3 separate regions of the Mus musculus genome follow, and regions 1 and 3 are each linked to region 2. The links are chromatin contacts, called in public ChIA-PET and HiChIP or PLAC-seq maps. All regions are on one chromosome and are shown on one strand. The core of a region is the stretch at or near the end of the contact, and the rest is flanking DNA. Distances in the headings are between cores, read along the strand shown. Region 1 has its middle 48 kb from the start of Gm36520. Region 2 has its middle 50 kb from the start of Gm36603. Region 3 has its middle 15 kb from the start of Gm36443.

Region 1 (4,576 bases), core at 361-2,860, 160 kb after region 2:
TTGTGCCTTTACGGTATTCCTCTCACATTTCACATCCTTGCACTATACATGTTCACACAACACATACATGTGTGTATACATATACATATAGTACAACACATGGACATATATTCTCTCATCTTTCCATACAAGGCTTATGTAGCACAAACATATATACTTTATGCAAATCATAGCACCTGCCTACCACAATACCACAATGTGTGACCTGATACTGTCCCATCACACATATGTGCATGCCATGTCCTTTCACACAGTACAGACAGACTATTACGTAAGTGTTTAAAGAGACACACACATCACACGGACCCCTTTGATACATAGCCGTTGACTCCACACACTCACACAGACTTTTAAAAAGTTCACTCACGTCTAAACTGCAGCTCTAACCCAGGAGTCCCCAGTCATTCTGCAAAGACACAGACAGCCCCTCCAGGGGCTTTTTTATTTTCTTTCTTCCTGGCATCACTGTATCCTCGTTGCTAGATAAATTAATTACAGAGTTGGAGGAACAGAAATCCAACTCCCACCCACCATGGCCCTGAAGTATCAACACTGTGGATCTATTTATGAACTTTCGAATCTGGAGCACGGTGCGCAGTGTCACTGTGCAGCCTGCGCGCTCTGGCAGCAAGCCGGAACAGTCTCTTTCATGTGGTGAGAAGTTTTGCCTCTCTGCTCAGCCCTTCTCCCCGGCGTTCACCTGGAATGTGTCACTGTGCAGAGAACAGACTTGTATGATGCCTGAACTTGGCCCACACCCAGCCTTGGGGCTTCTGATGGAACTCTGAGCAGGAGGGAAGCGGGCTTTGTTTAGGAGGAATCTGCCCAAGGTTTCACCTCTCCTGGTTCCGATGCGGGGGAGGGGAGAATTTACCCGCCCGGGAACCCATTTCTTTCTTGTTCTGATTTTGCGCTGGCATGGGATGGTGACGGTTCTTCTGATGCTAGATTGATTCCATATGGGGGTCTTTCCAGTTTGAGGGGCGTCTTCCTCCATCCAGGCTGAAGCTAGAGGAAGAGCATACTCATTGGAAGGCCACCGTAAACCATGCGCACCTGTGCTCCAGTGGACTCGGTTATCTCCTCAGTACTCAAGAAGGGCCTGAGACAGATGTATTGTCATGGCGGCCATCACCAATTAGCTGCCTCAAGACCCAGGAGACAAGGGCCTTTGTGGGCAAGGCCCACTGGGGCCAGGTTGAGGCTGATAGTCTGCCTATCCACCATACTGCTTCCTGGTGCCTCTCTTCAGTGCTCTGGGTCAAGACTGTCCCAAAAGACTGTCTGGATGTCCCCAAGTGGTCTCACAGGAGAATCAAAGAGACTGCAGAGGGCAAGTTCTACTTTTTTTTTCCTGTAGCTCTGCCGGGAACATGCAGCCAAACAGAGGCCGGTGTGGAACAAAGGTTTCAAGAAAACACAGTGACTGACTTGACATACTACAGGCACAGTTTGGCCCCAGCACTTCAAAGGCCTTCAGTTTTTAGTAGGAGCCAAGTCCTGATACCAGGGGAATCTAGATAACGCATAAGCTTCAAGACTTGATAGTAGTGTGAAGTGGGTGGCAGCAGATAGCTTTGGGCTGTTAAAGGAAGGAGAGAGGCAGTGCAGTGTGGGTAAGTGGCAGTGTTTTGAGCCGAGTGTGATGAAGGCTCGTGATTAGGCGCATGAAGCATCGCAGACTGTGTCCACGAAGCGTCGCGAACTGTGGTCCACGAAGCGTCTCAGACTGCTGTCTGTCTGGGCAGTCTGGGTGAAATTCAGGTCTGGAGTAGTGTGGAACCTTTGGTTAGTGGCTTTCACTTCCCAGGGACTGGGTTCCTTCCCTCAGCTAGCCATTTTTGTTTCATTTCAACTCATGTTTCCTCTCTGCGGCCTCTGTCAGCATTAATATAACGTTTCAGCCTAATTGCGAGCTACTTGAGATGCGTCCACCCCGAGCGCGGGGAGTCGGGAGGCCCACGAAGAGGAAGCAGCCGATCAGTGCGGTGCAGCCAGATGGCTATTAGCTGTCTAGTGAGGAAGCTGGGCCAGGGACCCGGAGGAGAAAGGCCGGCATTGTGGCCTGCTCTGCGGTCTCACTTCTGAATAACTTCCCAAGAACTGAAGGGCGGGTAGGGTTCTCTTGCTTCCTGAGGGCGTGGATGCGCGATGCATCCCTTGATTTCAAGGAAAGGCTCAGGAAATACGTGGTCCGAGGAGAAAGGAGCCTCAATGGGTTTTTTGTTGTTATTTTGCAAGGGATCTTGAAGTGAATGACCACACGCTGCCCACTGGGTGAATAGCAGCATTTATTTCTCAGGGCAGGGAGACCCAAGTGGAGCTGCTGGGAGACCCTGCCCTTCCTGGGTCTCTGGCTACCTACAGCTCTGTGGCGACTTTGTCCTGATAGAGTCTCAGGTGGTGTGAGCCAAAGGGGGGTAGCAGACAGCAGGAGTGTCTCCCTCTGATCTTTCTCTAAGATTGTCTCTTTCTGGCCTTGGGCCATTTTCTTGGCTACTTCACCTCAGTTTCTCTATCTATAAAATGGGATAATGGTGTTTACTTACTTACCTCATGAGTATTATAGGAATTAATTACTGTTTGTAAGGTACTTTGAAGATGAAAAGAACGAGGTGGCATCACCATCATATTATGAAATATCTCCCACTGCTACCAGCCAGGTTCTGCCGGAGCCAAGCAAACATTTCCACCTCAACTCCAGAGAAGCTCCTCATATAGGACCCTCCCAGTGGATTCTCACAGAACACCCTCACAGGATATACACAAGAGACCCTCCCAGTGGATTCTCACAGAACACCCTCACAGGATATACACAGGAGACACTCCCAGGGGACCCTCACAAGGGATCCACAAAGCAGACCCTCACAGGAGATCTACACAGCAGACCCTGACAGGATATCCTTACACGGAACCCTCACAGGGGCTCACAGTTGATCCACAAAGGGGACCCCCACATACAAGGGACCCTCACAGGAGAGCCAAACAGGGGACCTCCACAGGGGACCCTAACAAGAGATCCACACAGGGAACCCTCATAGGGGACCCTAAAAAGAACTCCACCCAGGAGGGCTTCAGAAGGGATCCCCACAGGAGAAACCCACAGGTGACTCCCACAGGGGGCCCTCAGAAGAAACCCACAAAGTCCCCATATTTTCTCATTCCACCTACCCTACGCAAAAGCAGTTCTTATGGAGCATCTGGGGGTGGTGTGTGTGTGTGTGTGTGTGTGTGTGTGAGAGAGAGAGAGAGAGAGAGAGAGAGAGAGAGAGACAGAGACAGAGACAGAGACAGAGACAGAGAGACAGAAGCACATCCCTACAAAGAGTCCTTGAGCGGTAATGTTAGTAAGGAGAGTTGGCCATATGAAGCAGCGACCCCATATGCACAAGAGTCTTTCACAAATGTGATTTAGCAGGACAGGGTCAACTGTTACCACTTTAGCCATGTGCTTCTGATGTACGACGTGGACTGTATTGATGTCTTTGTTTTAAGTTTTAATTTTCATGTGGTACTGGAGACTGAACCCATCCCTTTGGGCATTGCTACCACAAAACTTTAAGCCCCTTATTTATTTATTTATCTATCTATCTATTTATTTATTTATTTATTTTTCATTTTTTAAAGAGAAGAACTCACTAAATTAACCAGACATAACCTTAAATTTCTTCATGAAAATGCTCTGTTCTTGCTGCGGGATGTTCTTGCTTGAGGCTGTGTAAAATCTATCTGCTTTCTTGACCTTTTCTAATGAAGGGCCTCTGCAAAGTTACCTCTCATTAAAAAAAAAAAATCATAGAAAACAAACAAAAAAACATTCTCAGGTTCAATGTCTCCTAGGCTGTGTTACACCATCAATACTCCGTGAGTGGAAGTTTTTATTTTTGTCTGCTTGGGGATTTTTCTTTGTATGTTCTGGTTTGGTTTTTCCAAACAGGGTTTCTCCATGTAGCCCTGGCTGTCCTGGAACTCACTCTGTAAACCAGGCTGGCCTCGAACTCAGAAATAATCTTGTCTCTGCCTCCAAAGTGCTGGGGTTAAAGGCCCCGTTCCACCACCGTAAATGTTGTTTTAACAGTGAGCTTGGATCCTGGAGCTGTCCCTTGGCTGACTGTGGGAACATTTGTTCTTGATCTATTATCTTCTTAAACAGTGGTGCCCATGGCAGATTGTGCTTGTTAACGAGGCTCAGTGTGAACGTCCTAGAGCAAGGTTAACTACACGAGGTAAAGCCCGGTCTGTCATGGAGAGGAAGCCAGGCGAGGCAGAGTCTGTAGCACTATGGACGACGAATCCCAAAGTACGGGTCTTCTAGTGCAGCACATTCAAAGTGGACTTGTACGCAGTTTCCTTATCCAGAAGAACCAGCAGCATCCGAAGTTCCAAGGCAACGCTTGCCACTCTTCTGTTCCTCTACATAACAATCAGGGTGCCTCCTCTCTAGCCCTGGTCCGTTATTACTTCCAGGAGGACACTGAAGGACAAGAACAACGGCCTCTCAAGTTATCCATCCAGAGGAGTGTGCAAAGCTGTTGCACTTCACGACAGCATGTGCTCCTGGGACAGAGGTGAGAAT
Region 2 (4,415 bases), core at 1,804-4,303:
ATTATATGTAGTTGTTTCCCCAGGTTGTTGGACTTAGACATGGACTTGAAGATCATTCCTTTCATGTTTACTCAAGTATCTAGCTTCTTCTCAACTTGTCCCTCACAATCCATTTCATTTGGAGACCCAGCCATACCCACTTCTTAAAGTAGCCTGGAGAGGGATGGTAAGCAGGTTTGGTATCTTTGACTAACCAGGTAGAAGATGGGACTTCATCTCTTAATGCCACCGGCTGCATTTGGGGCAAAACTGTCCAGCTGTAGCTTTCTCTTGATGTTCTCGCGCTGATTTCTACCTCAGCCTCATTCATGTTGTTCCTTTCAAATCTGCACAGGGTCTGCAAAGGTCACTGGCTAACCTTGAGGGTGCTAGTAGTATAGTAAGTTAATTCTTTTAATAAAACAGACACTCAGCCCAAGTAGAACTGATCCAAATGACGAAGGGAATTTCCCCTACAAATCAGCTGTGACACTGTGAACAGTAGCATCTGGTGTGTGCTCAGTTAACCTTTGGTAAATCACTTAGATTTCTGTGTTCCTCAGGTGGTGTTTTGTTTTGTTTTTTGTTTTTGTTTTTTGTTTTTTTAATGTAACATGATAAACTTAGAGTTGTTTGAAGATTAAGTGACTTGTAAAACCCTGGTACACATGCCACATAGAAAAATGTTCTATAATCGTAGTTCTCAACCTGTGGGTCAAGACTCTTGGGGGGGGGGGTTGAACGATCCTTTCACAGGGGTCGACCAAGACCGTTGTTAAACACAGACATTTACATTACGATTCATAATAGTAGCAAAACTACGGTTAGAAGGTAACAACAAAAATAATTTTGTGGTTGGGTCACCACAACATGAGGTCACATTTAATACATTAGAGAGGTTGAGGAACACCGGTCTACAGGGTGAGCAAGATGGGACATAAGATAAAGGTGCTTGGTGCACATGCCTGTCGAATTGATTTGATCCCTGGGACCCACAGGTAGGAGAGAACAGACTCCTGAAAGCTGTCCTCCGACCTACAGCACACACACTGTGGCATACACATCCCTCTCTCTCACACACACACAAGAATAGTAATAGTAAAGAAGCTTATATTTATTGAATGGGAATGAAATTTTGCTTGCATGTTTGTCTATGCACCACATGCATACCCAGTGCCCTTGGAGGCCATCAGAGGGCATCAGATTCCCTGGGACTGGAGTTACAGTTGGTTGTGAGCTACCGTGTGAGTTCTGGGAATCAAACCCTGGTCCTCTGGAAAAGCAGAGAATGCTCTTAACTGCAGAGCTATTGCTCCATTTCACACACACACACACACACACACACACACACACACACATATATATATATATATTTAAGTTTTAACTAAAAAAAAAAAAAGATTGCTTATAAGGGCATCTCCTGTCATGATTCTTGCCCTGGTTGACCTGCGGCAACTCCCAGTTGCAGAACTCATGGCTTTGGTTACTGGAGTAAGAATGAAAGAGATGTAGAAGTTCTTCTCTAAGCTTCCCAGTCCATGTTGGCATTGAACCTAGCAGAGAAGTCAAGTTTGACTCTCCAAGGTTTGCTTCTCAAGTCTGCTACAATGGTTTTGAAGTCTAGTTAAACTACAGTCCTCTGTAACTTTGAGTGCAAAGTGAAGGTTGCTACCTTACCACTGTGCAATGAACCCCACCACTAAACCCACCTGTAAGCAGCTTAGGGGGAGGGAGACAGGCAAGCTCACCTCACTTGCCACTGAGTACTGCCTGGGTGGGGACCCTTCCCCACCTTTGAACACCAGGCTTTGAACTGTTGCCCAAGACATTAACACCTTTTCTTCAAGAAGACTCCTTAATTTGACTGTTCCCCTCAGGGAAGTCTACTTGCCAAAATTCCAACAGTAATTCTGGGCTGAGATCTTGGGGGTAAATTAGTATTGGATTTCTGGGCAATTTGCCCTAAATGCTAATGTAGAAAATGCACCTGGATTAGGACATTTTTCTTCTGATTCACGGATTCTTGGCCTAATTAAATGTTACAAACAAGAAGAAAACTGCTGACTTTTCTCTTTCCAAAAATAAGTCCGTAAAATAGGTGCTGCCTGGATCACAACTTCAGAGTGGGGGCTTGGTAACATTCACCTATGTCTCTCATGTCCCTCATGGCTCTGGGCCTAGCGCTTTGAAGATGTAGACATGTCACAAACATGACCATGGAGAGAATGTGCGATGGAGCTGACGGTTCATCTTGGGCTCAAACTCTCGTCCTACCTCTTACTCACTCATGGTGGATTCTTAAGTGAATGTTGGATCCCCTGGGAAGAATTCTCACTTCTAAAAGTGGTAGTGTAACTTTTCAGGGTTTTGGTAAGCTCTGAAGAAAATAGTATATATATATATATAAATGTTCCTAGCACATCTTCCTGTGTTGATTGCATGCATTGTGACTCAGTTAGGGTTTCTATGGCTGTGAAGAGACTCCACCACCACAGCAATGCTGATAAAGGAAAACCTTCAATTGGGGCTGTTTGACAGTTCGGAGGTGTAGTCCATTATGGTCATGGCAGGAAGCTTGGTGACACACACACAGACCTGGTGCTGGAGAGTTAGCTGACAGTTCTACATCCGAATAGCAGGCAGCAGGAAGGATCGGGTCATTGGGTCTGGCTCAGGCAAGCATCTGAAACCTCAAAGCTCACCCACAGTGACACACTTCCTCCAATAAGGCCACACCTACTCCCACAAGGACATTTACTGCTTTGTTACTTTTAAAAAACAAAAAACAAAACCAACCAACCAATCAACCAAACAACCAAATCCAAGCAAACAAAACCCACTAGCTGGATTTGTCCTGAGCTGAATCTGACATGTCCCCTGTGTTAAAAGCTTTGTAGAAGTGATTGGGTCATGAGGGCTCTGGCCTCCCATGGGCTAACATCAGTGGGAGTTGTCACTTGATGGCATTGGGGGAGGGTGGACAGTTAGGAGATGGGACATAGTTGGAAGGAGTGAGTTGATGGTAAGTTACCTTTGAAGAGGGTGTTGTGCCCTGCCACATGCCACATGCCCTCAACAGTGTCTCTGTCATATCCGTCTAGCTCTCCACAGCGCAGAAACAACAGATGCAAGAGGCCTCAGGCTGAGCCCCTAGCCACTGATCCCAAGTCTTTCCTGCTTTAAGTTGTGCCTTTTGGGAATTTTGTCACAGTGAGGAAAAATGATGAACATATTACATGCTTGGTAGAAGTCAGTCACTATTCATCTAGTATAATACATCATCTTAAAACATTTTCTGAGACAATTAAATCATTGTTATAGAAATTAATGTTTCTTTTAGAGCAGTGGTGAGGGGGGTCACATATCAGACATACTGCATATTTACGAATATTTTCATTATGGTTTATAACAGTAGCAAATTTTCAGTTATGAAGTAGCAACAGAAATTATTTTATGGTCTCATGGTCACCATGGCACGAGGAACTATATATATTAAAGGGTCACAGCATTAGGAAGGTTGGAAACACTGATCTAGAGCAAATATTTTTACTTCAGGTTATTGTAAAAGTTCATAATCTAAGACTCGGGTTAGAAAAATGAGGTTACTTCTTACTGAAAAAGATTATCAGATTAAAATCTGCCTTCCTTTTTTTCCTCCACAGCAAAGGTCATTAAGAAACGATAGATTTTAAGGAAAAAAGAATGGCGGCTCTGAATCCCCTTTACAACCAGATTAATATGCCGGGGTGGACACAGAGACCAGGCTGCCTATAGATTTCTTCCTTTTAAAACATTACTGAAGGAAGTACTGGAGCCAAATGAAAAATAAATCAGAATAAAAGATTCAAGAAGGAAACCAAAAAATACAGAACATAATGGTGACTATCACGCTTACCCTATCTGACGAACAGTTCTAAAGCCCAATGCAGATATTTAGAGCAGGAGCCACATGACAACACACAACAGTTTATACACCACAGATGTATTTAGGTCAGTGAGTCCAGAGAGGAAGGAGAGAAGTTAAAGCTTGGCTGAGGATATCATCTAGATGGCTGTGTGAAAGTATTATCCAGATTCTGAGTCGTTTTGGATGGAAATATAAAATCCAGTTATATTTGTTAAAGTAAAAACTGACAAAAACTGATAACGGGCTGGGGGTGGTGGTGGAATGAGTCGTTGGGTAAAGGCACTGCCATGTCTGATGGCTTGAGTTTAACTCTTGGGACCTAAATGGCAGGAAAGAATTGATATCTGCAAATCGTCCTCCGATATTCAAAAGCACACACGTGCACATGTGTGAACACACACGCATATGTGCGCACACACACACACACACACACAAATGTTAAAATAAATGTAAAATACAGACACAAGCTAAAAGCTAAGAAAGCAATGTGCAAATTGAAAAGACAAGGCAGGAGGCCTAAGGACAACCA
Region 3 (4,489 bases), core at 1,493-3,992, 240 kb after region 2:
TTGTGGTGACACCCAACCATAAAAGTTTTTTTCATCTTGGGGCTGGCAAGATGGCTCAGCGGGTAAGAGCACTGACTGCTCTTCTGAAGGTCCTGAATTCAAATCCCAGCAACCACCCGAACAGAGATCTGACACCCTCTTCTGGTACTTCTGAAGACAGCTACAGTGTACTTATGTATAATAATAAATAAATCTTTGGGCTGGAGCGAGCAGGGACTGAGCAAGTGGAGTTGACCAGAGTGAGCAGAGGTCCTAAATTCAATTCCCAACAACTACATGAAGGCTCACAACCATCTGTACAGCTACAGTGTACTCACATACATAAAATAAATAAATATTTTTTAAAAAGTTATTTTCATCTCTATTTATAACTGTAGTTTTGCTGCAGGTAGGAATAGTAATGTAAATATTTTATATACTATAAATATTTTATAGAGGTTTGTCAATGGGGTCGCGACCCACAGGTTGAGGACCACTGTTGTGAAAAGCCAGCTATTGATTCCCAGCCTCCAGCCTCCAAGACTCTTGCAAGGACATCTGTTACTTAATTTTTCAGTGGTGACAACATCATTGGGTGATTGCACTGCAGAAACACTATTGGACACACCCCTGCTGCAGCTGTCTTAGAGGTTTCTGTCTAGCCAGTACCTTGATGTCCAATTTCTCTGAGGTGGTTTTCAGGTTTTTTTTTTTTTTTCTCATTTGCTTACTGGACACAGGAATATCATCATATTGCCCAGGCTGGCCGCAAATCCCTAACTGAAATGACTCTCCAGCTTTAGCATCCTGAACAGCCAAGAAGTGGAAATGCCCCCACTAAACCCACTAACAATGGCTTTAAAGGGATTTTCAAATTTCTTCCTGGGAGAAGCCAGCCATATTGAAAACACTTGAGTAGCCCTATAAATAGGCCCAGCTGTGGGGAACTGTGTCCTTCTGCCAACAACCAGCAGGAAATTTACCAGGAATCTAAAGAAACTCCTTGGACGGGGACCATTCTAGGAAATTTGTCACCATTGGATTCCCGACCTAGAAAGACTAGAGTATTCTTGTAGATTGCTAAGGTTTAGACTAACTCTTATGAAGAAATACGTACTTGACTGAAGTTTTCCAGAGCTTCTCTGTTCAAACCATTTCTTCACCAAACCGACCCCACCATTGTGAGCACTCCAGCAGCCCAGAGCTACTCCTGAGAGCACAGTCTAGCTTTCTGTTTCACAGAGAGAGCCCAGTACCCAAACATAGTCTGTGACCACGATGAGCCTTTCCTGAGCCGGGCCTACAGCCCGGGTGCCTCTACCCAGCATCACTGGACTCCAGCTCTGATGCCTCCTGGGTGCTCACTCAGCATGGCCCTGTGTGAAAACGAACCAGAACAATTCTCTGACTTTTACTACAGACGTTAAGTTTGGCGTGTCCCTCCTCTCCCCTCGCCCCCAGTCTGTTCCCACTCTCCTGGCCCTCCCCCCAGAAACACAGCTCACCTTCCCTCTACAGTTGCCTAGAAATAGAAAAAACAAAAAACAAACAAACACATCCACGCATGCGTGTCTCTGCTGCTCCTGACCGTGGTCTCCTTTTCCTGAAGACCCCTCTGGGTTTTTCGTCTTGTTTTTGAGCACTTCCTCCGAATGATTTACCCTGATTTCTGGCAATTTATACACTCCAATTCCCTTTGCTTCCCCCATTCACAATCGCGCCTCTCAGATCGCATGGCACATAAACAATCTTCCATTGCAAACTGCTGCAGTACAGTTTGTCCCCTGTAGGCATCAATAGGAAGTGTCCCGCCAGCCTAATTCTACGCAGGAAAAAAAAAGGGGGGGGGTCATAGATACATAATCTCAAGAAATTCTGCTCTGGTTGGTTTGGCAGTAGCATCTACAGTAATCTCTTCAGTTTGAAGTTAAAATTTGTAAACACCTTAGTGGATTCCACCCCCACCCACCCACAGGTTGTGTCTAAATGAACATCTATGTATCTACATTAATCAAACGCTTCATGCTTTTTTCCCCCCCAGTGAGGAAGTGGATACAAAGTTGACTTTGCTCCTAAAGGTTTCCTTCGCTCCCCTCCTCCACCCCGCCACGCCATGTTTTTGCCTGGCCTGAAATCTAGAACAGCAATGAAGAGCAGACTCCTGGTTTGACAGGATGCATTTAGATAGTTCAGGCAAGAGCAGGCACCCTGTGTTAAAGAGTCCAAAAGGTCTTAAGCAGAAAGAAAAGGCAAAGACTTGTCTCGTGTCACAGGTGCCACCTGTTGTTAGGAGTAGCAATCTATGAGCTCTGCACAGACAACTCCAGTTTCCGACTCTTATAAATTCCCAAGTTCAAATCCAACAGCCTCCAACTCTAACCCACGGGCGTGCGCCATGCTGCCAAAGGTAATTCAAATTTCTCCCCTTCAAGACCGCTTCGCCCCCAACCCCCACCCTCTTCACCTGGAACAGACAATCCGCGTATTTCAAAGAGTTCCTTAGTACTGAACTGAGTACTCGGAAACTCACCCACCAGTTTACATTTTAGGCTACTGAGCCTCACTCCTTTTACTGACAGACAAAGGAGAGGGCCACTGACGATGTTTACCCACCTAGGCTCGTGTTTGTCTAATGTTTAAACGGGCTTTTGTTATTATTAGACATTCCTGGACAATCGTTCTCAGAGCATCAAGCACACAGAGCAAGGAATCAAGCAAGCGATGCAGGTTCCGCGGTGGGGGAGGGGAGCCGAAAGGCGCCAAGCCGCGCCTCCCTGCTGCTTAGCACCATCTAGTGGCGGCTGCTAGTTCGACTTTTGGAACGAGAGCTCCCAGAGGACTTCGTAAAATCCAAAGGCTGTTTTCCTCCATCCTGGCGCTCTTCACCTTGTGTGTACTGCACACACACACGTATATTTTGAATTATACACAACAAATATCTCACCTTACTATTTAATAAATCCTTCCTTTGTCTCTGTACTGGGATATCTTACCCCTTAATCCCCGGACCTGTAGGCAATGAAGGCAGATGGTTTTAATATTATCAAAGCAAGCAGCGCTAGGAAATGCTCACAGGGGATATGCCTAATTAGATGCTTGCTGCCAGCCCTGACAACTGTAGTTCAATCTCTAGAATCCACATGATGGACGGAGAGAACTGACTTCCACAAGTTGTCCTCTGACCTCCATTCACACACACACTCTCTCTCTGTCTCTCTCTCTCTCTCTCTCTCTCTCTCTCTCTGTCTCTCTCTCTCTCTCTCACACACACACACACATTATTTTTAAAGATCATTTCATTCTAATTTTTAAAAATTTTAATTTAAAAAAATACTGAAGAAAATGAGACTCATATATCTCTGGAGTTAACTATGAATTTTTTTTTTAATTTCTAAACAAAGTCATCAGGCTCAACTGTGCCATGAGAAACTATTGGCACCCACAAAAAATAAGGAATAGTGAAGGCTCAGCTCTACTGGTACAACAACCCAAGCAGGCACCATGTGGCCTGCTCTTACAACACCGTGATGACAGTTTAACTTCATGACTAATTTATAATATACAAGTAGCTACCTTTTACCAAGTATAGATAAATGCTAACTGGACAGTCTACCTTTAAACTTACCCACAGAACGACAGCTGATAGGAGCTGAGAAGCGAGCTAGCTTCTTCATTATCCAGAACATTCTAATCCAGTTCTAGGATGGCAAGAGGCTCCTGAGAGTTAACAGTACTTCTACATGGCTGCTTTCAGCCTAGATCCTGGGTCAAATACACCATCAATACACCATGGTCATGACTGACTGTGACCCTACTTCCCAGGGTTGGCTCCCAGCCTGTGGAGTCTGGTGTGCGTCACTCATGAGCCCTCCAGTCAAAGCAAGACACAACATCAGATATGATGCTGTATGCATCAGATATGTTGCTGTATGCATCAGATATGATGCTGTGTGCATCAGATATGGTGCCGTATGCTTATATGCGTGGCACAGGAAGGAAGAACCAAGTCCAAGGCCAGCATAGCTACAAGACAAGACTGTGTCTCAAAAGCAAACAATAAACAAAGAATTGAAACAGGACATAAAATAACACAATCAGGTGAGAAGCTAAATATTTAAGAATCATTTTTTTCAAGCTAATAAATAGTAGAAACATCAAAAAGTCCAAGTCAATAGTATGTTTTTATTAATATTTATTAACACCAAGTTTTCAATAATTTTCTACCTTCCCCTTGTATATTCTTTGGGGGGGGGTTGTTTGTTTCTGTTGTTGTTTTGTTTTATTTTGTAGCTCAGTCTGAGCTTGAATTCATAATCCCGCTGCCTCAGCCTCCCCAACACTGGGATCATGGACCCATTAAAGTCTGTGGAAGCCTCCTTTAGCTTTTGTTCAGCATTAAAGCACATGGTTTGGCTGGAAAGGAGAATAGACACGTTCTATGGATGGAAATGTGAACTGTCAGTGGGAGTGACCTCTGTCTTCTGAAGGAACAAGACAATGTGGGAGGACC

The links. ChIA-PET counts read pairs in DNA pulled down with a chosen protein or histone mark. HiChIP or PLAC-seq counts read pairs in DNA pulled down with a chosen protein or histone mark.
Region 1: a contact with region 2 is called in an H3K27ac HiChIP or PLAC-seq map of double positive thymocytes, with 5 read pairs. The contact joins two enhancer-like sites. A contact is called at or near these places in 2 of 15 datasets of contacts at CTCF or cohesin (large pre-B cells and pro-B cells), 3 of 484 Hi-C or Micro-C datasets (the P5424 cell line, double positive thymocytes and embryonic stem cells), 4 of 115 datasets of contacts at active chromatin or transcription factors (double positive thymocytes, large pre-B cells, memory CD8 T cells and 1 more) and 1 of 9 other capture datasets (embryonic stem cells).
Region 3: a contact with region 2 is called in an RNA polymerase II ChIA-PET map of memory CD8 T cells, with 105 read pairs. The contact joins two enhancer-like sites. A contact is called at or near these places in 1 of 39 promoter capture datasets (the C10 cell line), 1 of 15 datasets of contacts at CTCF or cohesin (large pre-B cells), 3 of 484 Hi-C or Micro-C datasets (the C10 cell line, bone marrow-derived macrophages and pancreatic cancer cells) and 3 of 115 datasets of contacts at active chromatin or transcription factors (the 230-238 cell line, large pre-B cells and memory CD8 T cells).

The regions. Positions count from the first base shown.
Region 1 is chr3:130,897,640-130,902,215 of GRCm38.p6, reverse strand. No RefSeq gene overlaps it. Among named protein-coding and RNA genes, the nearest start is that of Gm36520, 48 kb to the right of the region's middle. Within about 2 kb of position 1,610, at least 96 of the 459 cell types and tissues checked have an H3K27ac peak or open chromatin away from gene starts, as enhancers often do. A contact at or near this core is called in the P5424 cell line, double positive thymocytes, memory CD8 T cells and 1 more, where this site is marked.
Region 2 is chr3:131,055,684-131,060,098 of GRCm38.p6, reverse strand. No RefSeq gene overlaps it. Among named protein-coding and RNA genes, the nearest start is that of Gm36603, 50 kb to the left of the region's middle. Within about 2 kb of position 3,053, at least 55 of the 459 cell types and tissues checked have an H3K27ac peak or open chromatin away from gene starts, as enhancers often do. A contact at or near this core is called in the P5424 cell line, double positive thymocytes, memory CD8 T cells and 1 more, where this site is marked.
Region 3 is chr3:130,817,149-130,821,637 of GRCm38.p6, reverse strand. No RefSeq gene overlaps it. Among named protein-coding and RNA genes, the nearest start is that of Gm36443, 15 kb to the right of the region's middle. Within about 2 kb of position 2,742, at least 91 of the 459 cell types and tissues checked have an H3K27ac peak or open chromatin away from gene starts, as enhancers often do. A contact at or near this core is called in memory CD8 T cells, where this site is marked.